2 separate regions of the Zea mays genome follow, and region 2 is linked to region 1. A link is a contact called in public Hi-C data. All regions are on one chromosome and are shown on one strand. The core of a region is the stretch at or near the end of the contact, and the rest is flanking DNA. Distances in the headings are between cores, read along the strand shown.

Region 1 (5,518 bases), core at 783-3,282:
ATAATATTAGTGTTACATATTTTGCCACACAGATTTTACATATTATAGTGATATTTGTCGTTCCGTATCTATGTTTATACTATTTTTTAACTTCTGTGGCAACACACGGGCACATTCCTATGAAAACTAGCTATAATCCACTTCTGTTTGAATGTTTTTTGTACCATTGAATATCCATCTTCTTGTTGTATTGTACCGTTGGATACTTTAGCATCATTCTCATACTACTAGGTTCTATTACTGTCTAATATTTACATGCACCAATTTGTATTTTTACATGCACCAAGTTGTGATAGCTATTTTTAGCCTAATGTTTCAGGTCAAAGGGCCATACTTCATAGCTATTTCCCCCTCAATGTGTCAAGTTAAAGGGCCTTAAGAGTATTGGAGCACTCTATGTTACCTGCTAGGCGCCGACTATTCAAAATTTACTCTAGGGTAGTAGATAATTTTCCTTGTCGAGTTTTATTTTGGTATATGTAACTTTGTAATTGGGCCTAAGCGTATTGGAGCACTCTAAGTTAACAGGTTCTTGAAGCTGATGATGAAATTATACAACTTGGATGAATAAACCTTTGTTGTAGTGACATAAGGAGTTTCGAAACTGCAAGGAATTTTAAATTTGAATATTTTTCGGTGAGATGTCTAGGGTTGATAATATATGCGTTTTCGTTTTTAATCTTTATGCAATAATATTTTGTATACAGTAGTTTGTTCACCGTTGCAACGCACGGTCACATACCTAGTTTTGGAATGAAGTGTTCAAATAATCTCGCTTTATGTATCTGGGTCTCGTTTTCCGAGAGAACCAAGCCCCGATGGCCTGACGCCATAAACAATAGTAAAATTAAGATACATTGTCTTTAAGGAGATGCAACCAATACAAATTTCTATGTTGCAAATGTAACATAAGCTTACATGCAAATATTGCTTTGGTATTACAATTTATCTTTCAGGCTTATTCGGTTTGAGGTAGTTTAAAGAAGATTAAAGAGGATTTAATTTCCCACTATTTAAATTCATATAGAAGGGGATTTAATCTCCTCTAGTTTCTTTAATGTACTTCTAACCGAACAAGTTGTTCGTGTTGGACGTGGTAAATTTGATAGATGTATAGGACGAGTGAGAACTCAGAAGTGCAGTGTGCCAGAGCTAATTTAGGCGCGAAGTTGCGGTAATTCCAGACTTCCAGTACTACCAGACTAAAGCGACAAATTCAGAAACGTTTTCACTCTAAGTTACTCGTAAATTTTATTTGACAACAGGGAACTGCCATTTTGTTTGTAATAAATAAACCAAGTAGTCCCCGACTCCCCGTGCGGGTGGGATCCGGTACTGCCTAGTGCCTAACGTAGCGTCACTGACATGGTAGCCAGTGGAAGCAGTGGGCCCAGCGGGCAGAGAAAATACTCGGTGGCAAGGAAGGATCTGTTACGGCGACGCACCACGGTCCACGGACCACCTCTTTTCCTACCGGGCTGGGCCCAGCGGGACCCAGGCTCCTGTCGGCCGGGAGGCCGGTAGATGGGCCCGAGTGCCGCCTAGCGAATTACGCGCGTCGTGAGCCCGCGGTCCTGTCCAGGGAAGTCGCTTTTCCAGCTTCGCGGACAAGTGGTACAGTACAGCTTCGATCAGAGGAGAGGAATAGGATGACCTTCCGCTCGTTCCTTTTTACCGTGTTCTCTGGGTCTGTACAAAAAAAAAAAAAGGTAACATGCCATGGTGGCATGGTACCAGTACCGAATGCACTCACCCCTGGGATGGGATGTAGAAAAAGGCACTGTTCTTGCTTCCTCGCGCCGTTACATACTGCCGGATTTTCAAATGTACTGCGAATCATTGCTGGAGTTCATGCGCATCCTCGCCTTGCGAAAAAAAGGAGAAAGAGGATGGTGCGTGCTGGCAGAATGAGTAGGAAGCCCAACGGCAACGGCAACGGCAACGGCAACGGCTGGCGAACTGGCGCGGGCGTCCCGGACGGACGGAGCAGTGGTACGCCGTGGCAGGCTGGCAGCGAACCAGCGACAGAGTAGAGATCACGAGGGAGGGACGCCTCGCTCTCGCTCCGCTTATGGGTGGTGGGTGAACATTGGTTAGAATAGAAACTAACGAAACGCCTAGAAGCTAGTCGTCTCCAAGACTACTTCTCTCTCTCTCTCTCTTAAAATAAGAATTGCATTTATCGTACGGCAACTTGACATGTGGACGCAACCCTTGGTCCAACAGCTTATAAACCAGAACCATTTTTATTATTGTGCAAAGCTCGTAGACGGAGTTTGCTTGGCCTCCACGCTTAATTATCCCATCTCCTGTCGGTCGTCATCATATCTCCGCTCTGTCATCAGTAGTTTTCTTTGCATCAGTAGCAAGAGGAAGAACCTGCATTTGTTCTCCACCTTTGAGGTTGAGCCTCTGAATTGCATCATGTATGCTGTGGTGAGGAGTAGTGCCAATCTGCTGACAAGCTAGCGACATCGTACTTGATCTGGGTCGTTTGTACGTTAGTTGTCGTTCGAATTTGAAGCTACGAAACTCTATTTTAGATATGTTTGTGAAAATGCTAACTTATATGCATAAGTGTGGGGAACACATTTAAGGCCCTGTTTGTTTACCTCTTAGATTAGATAAGTTGGATCATAGTGGAAGAATATGAGAGTAAAATATCACTTTGGATCACAAATAAGCTAAAATAAGCTATACAATATTAGTTTATTTCAACTTATTTGTGGTCATAAAGTGATATTTTATCCTCTAACATTGCACCATAATCCAACTTATATACGTTCAAAAAAAAAATCAAACTTGTATAATTTAGAAGGGAAACAAACACACCCAAAGTTAGCACGTGTGAAAAGAATAGAAGAAAAAGGGTTAGAGTACACCCTTTTATAGGCATAGAACCCTAATATAGACTAGTGAACTCGCGCGCGCCAGCGCCCGCGTTTGAATTTAGTGATACAAAATTTTGAAGTTATATGAAACAGTAAAATTTAATATTGATAAATGTACACAGAACAACACTAATGATGCATTGATATTTCATCACATATATAAGGTACTACAATATTTGGACACCAAAGTTTGAGAGTTCATGACAAAATTTCGAAGTTATATATCATGATAATAGTTAATATTAGTATAGAGCATAAGGGATAGCATTCAAACTCCAGGTATTACAAAGTTCATTAATGATCCGATAAGGGTGGTGCATCAATTTTTCGTCTCATACATGAAGTGTTAAAATAGTTACAAACAAAAGTTTGAAAGTTTATGAACGATGTACTGTAGCTAATGCATCAAAGTTGGGTCGCAAGCGGTAAGTTCCAAAATTTTGACAAGCAAAATACAGAGAGGTTGGCTACAAGTGCTGGAATCGTACGATTACGATCCATAGAATGGATAAAAGTTTGTAAAGGTGGTGTTAGGAAGACTTGGTCATTATGCAATGCCTTTTTTAAGGTGATTCCAATGAAGGTGCATATATTTTCTCACTGCTACTTTAATCCATGTTTTGCTGAGAGGAAGTTTGCTCCTTTGGGAAAAGAAAAACAAAGGCAAATAATACAATGCGAATGTATGGCAGTAAGAGCATATAGCTTCGAGGAATTGGGTGGCGAATTTCTTGGTGTTGAACATGTATGTTGCTCACTTGGTCTTCATCCTTTGTTGGTGGGTAAGATAGCATTCGATTGACCTGAAAATAATATTAGCGTGGTATCTAGGGATGTAAGAGATGCTGATGAAGCAATCTATGTTTTTCTTTGACTTACATTTGGTGTTTCTATAGTCTTCAACTTTGGCATGGCTACTTGGTGAGAGAGAGTGCATTGGTGTTCTAGATAGAAGGAGCAACGTGTATGTTTATTTCTCTTGTTGTCAATGCATAAAATTGATGCAAACCGGATTGCAACTCAAATCGTCTTAATCTAGAATGAGATGCAAGTAACCAACCAAATATAGTTGAGACATGGTGCGAAGATTACATCACTGCAATGTAACAGAGAATTGTGATTTGTTAGAACCATGGACGTGACTGGTGATTTTCCCCACTCTAGTACCTGCTAAACAAAGATTGTAATGTTAGAAAATAACCGAGCATATCAGAACTATTATATTCCTTGCCCTTTTTTGCCTTGATCGTTTCTGCAAATACCTCTCTTAACTTAGGGTGAGCCATATATCTTGAATGATAGAAAAGGGGTGGAGGAGGGAGATTATGTCATTAAACCGGGAGGCAAAGCTATAATCATGAATCAAGGAAATAACTAGGCATGCCAGAAGGATTGTGCTCCCTGCCTTTTGTTCTTACTGGGTCTTGCACACATTTCTGTTGATTTAGTCGTTCCTATATGGATTACTAAAATGATTAAAAAGGATCGAGGATAAACACACGGAGAAACTTGAACGTTGGTGAGTAAAGTATAAAATACTAGGTGAACTTTCAACAACACATGTGATTTTGTTGTTTTTACAGGGCTTGAAGCAAATGCAAAACAAAAAAGGTACCAAGCTCTAAAAAGGTGGTTGGATGGCACAGGAAACCACCAAAAAATGTATAAAAGGAGAGAGGAGCACCAACTTGGAAAGGAGCATACCAAATGTGACAGTGTCATGACTGCTTAAGTAGTTTTTCGGACATGTGGTCTAATCGAAGATGACCGCCTAAAGCAAGGAGGCTACGTAACTATATCGGTGAAAACAACATGTAACTCAGAGTATGCTTGTTCAGCTGTGTTGATTATATACCTTTTTAATTGGTCTAGTTCATAAGGTTGGTGATTAGGAGGCTACATTGGTTTCCTGGATTGTAGAAGATTAAGGTTCTCAGTTTCACTATTTCAGGGTTCACATATTGAAAATTCTCAAGCATAAGCTCTATAAAATAATTAGTTAAATCTAGTGGGTTATGGCATTAGTGGGAAATGGTTGCAATAGATTGGTTCCGAGAGGTGTACATGTCAAAAATACATGTAATGTTTAGAATGCTCTCAAATGTCTATGCATATTGTGATTTTATTTTAGTTGTATTTAGATCACTGTGACTAAAGGAATGCACTATAAAATATTTTAGAGTAAACTTTAGCAGCAGTACAACTTTTCTAGTAAAATTATCACAAACCGTGTCGCCTCATGGAATTGCACATTTAAACTAATCTACATCCGGGCCTCAAGCTAGGTGAGGTCCGGTACCGCCACGTGTCCGAACCATTACAGTTAGGGTCCGGACCCCTCAAGAGTAGGACTGGGCGTTCGGTTCCTTGATTCTTGTAGAAATTCGGTTCTTCAAAAACTAGAACCGAAATAGTAAGATAAAGAAACCAGAACCGACTAGTTCGGTTCTCGGTTCTTCGGTTCGGTTCCTCGGTTCTAACCGAAGTATAACAGCCACTCTAAAATTGTGAATAACGACAATTTTTGTGAGAAATTTTAGCAACATCTCCCCACAAACAACCACAAGCGCACAATGACCATAATTTCATAGATAATACATGGATGATTAGAGGTTCAACATAAGTCG
Region 2 (5,518 bases), core at 771-3,270, 120 kb before region 1:
CAAATTTTATGTTTTGCCGGAGTTGTCTGAATGGAATTGTCCGAATGGAAGTATTTAGTGCACATGAACTAACAAAGTTCACAAAAAAATCCAAAAAAAACCCTTACATATTCTTCTCATCCTACTTCTATTATATACAAAAATTCAAGGTCAAATTCATTATATTTTAGCTATAATAAAGAATAGAACATTTAGCCAATTTTCTAATTTAAACCCATCAGAAATCTTATTTTTTATTACAGCTAAAGTATAATAAATTTGAACTTAAAATTTTATATATAATTAAAGTAAGATAGAAAGAATATTTGTGATTTTTAAACTTTTTTTGTGAACTTTGTTATTTCAGGTGCGTACCAAATGCACATGTGCACCGATATGTTCCCAAATTTGATAATGTTTTCAAGCTAAACATCGAGTAGCGGTTTTTATTACTGATCTACCCGATCTAAAATACTGGGGTACCCGAATGTCCACATTTGTTTTTTTGTGATGTTTTGTGTTTGAACCTCTATATATTTGTGTTATTATATTACTGTTTGTTCCCTTATAAATTTATAACTAATACAGTGTTTGTGTAATTACTTTGTAACATGTGTATTTAATGTTATATTAGCTTCTTTTGGAAAAAAAAAAGTTCCATTAGTTCGGTCATAACGGGAACGAAACTAAAATAGTTAAGGTAGTGTTTGGATGGAGGGACGAGGAAGGATGAAGAGGGATGGGATGAGATCATTCTAACTTGACCCGCGTTTGGTTTGGAGGTCCAGAGTCAGGGTCAAGGAATATTCTTCAAAAATGGTGGATGAGGTCATCCCTCAAAAAATAAGGGACGGGATCAGCCCAAGGTTGATCCCGTCCCATCCCTCGTTGACACCAAACCAAACACTACCTAAATGTTCAGTTATCTTACTATATTTTATATTTTAAGAGCCAAATTTCTTTAATCAAATTAAAGCGCGCATGCGGACACGAGGGTGCCGCGACGCGACGCGGACGTCTTTCTGCTCAATTTTGTGGCCCTGTTTCCGGTGCTCACTTCCGTGCCGGTGACGGGTTCGAAGTGTCGTGCGCAGTCGGCGAAGAGGATAGGCCTGCCACTCATTGTCCGTGTCATATCTGGAGGTGGAGCAGTTGTCTTCTCTCTCTCTCTTCTATAGAGCCAATCGCAAAGCGCGGTGCTGTCATGGAGGTTGGGAGAGGAGCACGTGGCCGTCCAGAATCCAGTGATCCACCACAACCGCCCGTCCATTCTCCAGGCCATGCCGCGCACGGCACTGCTCCGCCTCGCCGCTGCTTCGACGACGCGCGCGTCCTCGGCTTCCGCGGCGGCGCGGCGACTGTGCCCGTCCTCAGAGTCAGACGACGGCGGCGAGCGGCACGCGGCCGCCCGGAAGGATGAGCTCCTCCCGCCGCCCCGCACGCCGCGCCCCGACGAGCGGCGGCTGTCTCGGCGTGGAGAGCATCGGTGAGCATGGAGCCATGGATAGATATAGTAGTAAAAGCGTGCATTCGAGCACTTCTCTGCTCGCGCGAATACCTCGTGTGTGTGTGTTTCTTGTTTTTCCTGTCCCCGCTGCGGTCATCTTCGTTTCCGTCGATCACGCTCATTATTCAATGGCGGGTCTGCATTCTTTTTCTATTTTTTTCCTCAAAAACTACCAGCAGGACGTCTGGAGTATTCTTCTTCTAATCATGATACGTCGTCGTGCGTCGTAAAACGACACATGCGTATGGATTGGACACAGGCAACTCCAATCACTCTACCGTATCCGTATGGACGTTTGTAGACCATTCATTGATCATTGCGGGCCTAATAAATACGGTCCTGCCTGCCAGGTGTCCCACCCACTGCAACCGCTCCAACAAGTAGGGAATTGAACGGTGAGGGTCGCTCCACCGCACATCCAATCCGACGGCACGACTCTCGCGCGGGTCGGTCGCCCCGGCCCACACCCACACTGGAGCGTCAATGAAATTTCAGCCCCAAACAGTCCAATCACGGTAACTAATCACTTTGCACGAAAACAGATTAAAACAATAAAACCACCGCCACCGCCACCTCGACCTCGACTCCTCCGCCCCATCGCCGTCGTCCCCGTCTCCTCCGCCTTGCTGTCTGTCCGCTGCTCACCTCCCCTAAAAGGAGGCACCCCCGGCCATTGCCGCACCAAGCTCCCCTTCCTCGAATGCCCCAGGCCCGGACACCACGACGCCCTGCCCCGTGCTCACATGGCTAGCGGCGTCCTCCACCGCTCCGCCTCCCGATGTCTCCGCCCTGCCGCCGCGCCAACCCCCGACTCCGGCAGGGGCCACGGCGCGGTTATGGTGAGCTTCTATCCGCGCTCGCTTTCGCCGTCTCTTGGGGTTTCCGACTCGCTGGGACTCCCTCTTTGCTTATCTCTGGGTTTTCTCGGGTGCCGCAGATCGGTGATTCGGGGACGCGCGGTGTTGCTCTGCGGCTGGGAGGATCTAGCCGGTGAGTCGAGTCGATCTCCTCTGTAATTTCTGCAGCTTCTAAGTTTGGATCAGCGATCAGGTCGCGCAACTGTCTGTCTTCACGATTCCCTTGCTTCCATCGTGTCCGGCGCAACCTCCCCTGGTTCCTTGAGTATCTAAACTACTTATCTAGCTTCTCCGTGCAATAACTCCAATTGCCTCCTCGGTGGCTTACTATGTACCTTAGCTTGGTGAATTCTGCAGCGCAAGAAATGAGATCCAAATTGAGATTTGAGAATTTGTATTTCTGGGGGCCGTTTAGCTTAGTCAACTACTTGGTTCAACAGTTTAGATCAACGTTCCACTTTCTTGCGATTTGAATTTGCAGTAGCCTGTAGTACACTGTTGTCGGATGGAAACACTAATGGTAGATGGATATATTTGTTTTCCTCTGTGTGGATTGACATATTGTAAGTGCTTTAATGTACTCACGAACGGTTCCAATTTAAGCCTATCCTAAAACATCGCTTTCAGATAACTCTATATTTATTATTATCAGCTAATTAGTGGTTTTCAGATAAGTTTTTTTTTTTGGGGGGGGGGGGGGGGGGGTCGCATCCAATTTACACCAATTATCTGTAGACCTATATAGTGTTGTGATCTCCGGACATTACATAAACTCACATGAATTTTGCCAGCCAGGATTTTGCATTTTCTTGTACCACAAAAACATCGTTGTGATCCTTCAGAGATCACCCTGGCCTCCAATCCACCCAGTTCTTAATATGTTTGGGCAGAAAATTATTTAATAAGATCGTCTTCTGCAGGAGAGAGTTATTATCTGTCACAATGGCCTCCAGAGACCACACTGGCTTGACCCGACAACTTTTGGATTTTCAACATGATACAATAGATGAGGTAGGTGCAGAACACGGTCCATTCATGGATTTGAAAGCGAGATTCATGGACTTCAAACAGAGAAACTATGTGTAAGTGGATCATGAAGTACAACACATATCATTCACCTTAACGTTTCACAGTTTTTTTGACATTGCTGTATCTGGAACTATGGACAGGGAGAATTTTTCAAATTACCAAAATCTTGCTGAACAGCAAACACCAAAGGTACACGATAATGACTTTGATACAAAATAATTTTAATATTGGCATTATGAGCCTTACGGGATTACTTTTGGTTTTCTGTTCTTGTGTGCAGTTCATGGTGATTGCTTGTGCTGACTCCAGAGTCTGCCCTACCGCTGTTTTGGGGTTTCAGCCTGGCGAAGCATTTACGGTTCGTAATGTGGCGAATTTGGTACCACCATATGAGGTATTACAATTTTTTTGCATCTTTAGGCTGTGATTGAACTCTCAAGCAATGCATTCCTTTGTGGAAGTACTGACAGTAAACAAAATGTTGCAATACCAGCATGAGGGATCAGAGACTAGTGCAGCACTAGAGTTTGCTATCAATACACTCGAGGTATAAGTTTACTGTGTGTTTCATTAATGATTTGTTTCTTTTATCCTATTTATTCCTTTTTTGCTGAAGTAACATAAAAGCATTCTTGAGACTGGCACATTTGCCTTCATTTGCTCAGGTAGAGAATGTACTGGTGGTAGGCCACAGTAGGTGTGGGGGCATCCAGGCACTAATGAGCATGAAAGATGATTCAACGTCCGGGTAAAAGTTCTAGCCATTTCTTCATTACATGTTCTTTTGTTGTCCGTTTAGACTTTAGACTAGTCTCTGAATTTCTGATTTCATTTATTTTATCGACACAGAAGCTTCATTAAAAACTGGGTTTCAATTGGGAAGAGCGCAAGGTTAAGCACAAGAGCTGCAGCTGGAAATTTGAGTTTTGACATGCAGTGCAAACATTGTGAAAAGGTGATTCTTGGGTGATGTGTGATCACGAGCCTTAACTTTTACAAAAATATTGCCTAATGTAGTGCACAGGATCAATCAATTCCATGGCTTTCACTAATTCAGATTCATCTCAAGATCTTGCCTGCTCATCCTATTGTTCTTCCCTGTTCATAGTCTTTATCTATACTAGGGTTAGATATGGATGTCTCGTACTAGTTATACAATTCAAATTTATCTTGGCAAATATGTTGGTTTTCTTTTGTTCAAGGTTTATGTAGTCATAGTATGATATTACTAAGCACAACCACTCACGGTGTCTGACATGTATTGATTTCTTTTTTTTGTTACAGGAGTCAATAAATAGCTCGGTGTCTGACATGTATTGATTTCTTCCTTTTGTTACAGGAATCAATAAATAGCTCTCTGTTGAACTTGTTAACATACCCATGGATAGAGAAGAGGGTGAATGAAGGTACTTTGAATCTCCACGGAGGCTACTACAACTTCGTTGATTGCACATTTGAGAAATGGACATTATTGTACCGTGAAGGGTTGGAAGGTGGAAGCAAGTACGCTATAAAGAATAGGTCCACCTGGTCTTGACCAATGAAGGCCTCATTTACTTGGGTAAATTTCACTCTGCGCCCTGCAGTTAAGCATGGTTTTGCTTTGCCACTACGCTGTGCATTTCCGTCGCACCTTTGCTCCATTGTGGTATTGATGTCCTGCAGAAGCGAGTCCCTGTATCAAATAACTGTGTCCATTGCGATGCATGGCACTATGGCACTAGCATGTCAGCTTGCTGTAGTATTGCATACTCACGGGCAGGTGCATCGGCATTGTAGTTGTAGCAGCTATTGTTTGATACGTACAGGAACTCTCCACTGTGGAAGCACAAAGCCACAATGGAGTGAGGTGCGACGCAATGAACAATATGGTGGCAAAGTGAAAGTCTGTGGAACTACCGGGGGGCAAAGTGGATTTTGTGCAACTATTTGTGTGTCGTTTTCCGGTTGATACCATTGAGAAAATACGAATAAGTTACAGGATCAGTCATAGTGCATGTAATTGTCGCCACATTTGGCGTTACCTTGTTATTGTAATTGTAACATTTGTACCATTTGTTGTATCATTATAACTGTGAGATACAATACAAATATTATACGGTCTCGGCAAATTTGCTTGATGACAGTGTTGTTCGTTCGGAAGAGT

Evidence for each region. A called contact is a pair of places that touch in the nucleus more often than the background predicts.
Region 2: a Hi-C map of bundle sheath shows a contact between it and region 1, with 1.8 times the contacts expected there. The contact joins the promoter of LOC100272439 here to the enhancer-like site in region 1. A contact is called at or near these places in 2 of 25 Hi-C or Micro-C datasets (bundle sheath and endosperm).

What each region holds. Positions count from the first base shown.
Region 1 is chr2:192,172,840-192,178,357 of Zm-B73-REFERENCE-NAM-5.0, reverse strand. No RefSeq gene overlaps it. Among protein-coding and RNA genes, the nearest start is that of LOC109944360, 16 kb to the left of the region's middle. Within about 2 kb of position 2,032, at least 19 of the 20 cell types and tissues checked have an H3K27ac peak or open chromatin away from gene starts, as enhancers often do. A contact at or near this core is called in bundle sheath, where this site is marked.
Region 2 is chr2:192,295,797-192,301,314 of Zm-B73-REFERENCE-NAM-5.0, reverse strand. LOC100272439 (carbonic anhydrase) reads left to right here and starts at 2,020. Exons shown (of 9, transcript NM_001359716.1): 1 at 2,020-2,325; 2 at 2,424-2,476; 3 at 3,264-3,425; 4 at 3,513-3,561; 5 at 3,653-3,766; 6 at 3,866-3,919; 7 at 4,038-4,120; 8 at 4,222-4,327; 9 at 4,712-5,460. The coding sequence starts at 2,230. The coding sequence ends at 4,909. It overlaps LOC100274144, which reads right to left. Exons shown (of 2, transcript NM_001359714.1): 2 at 5,515-5,518.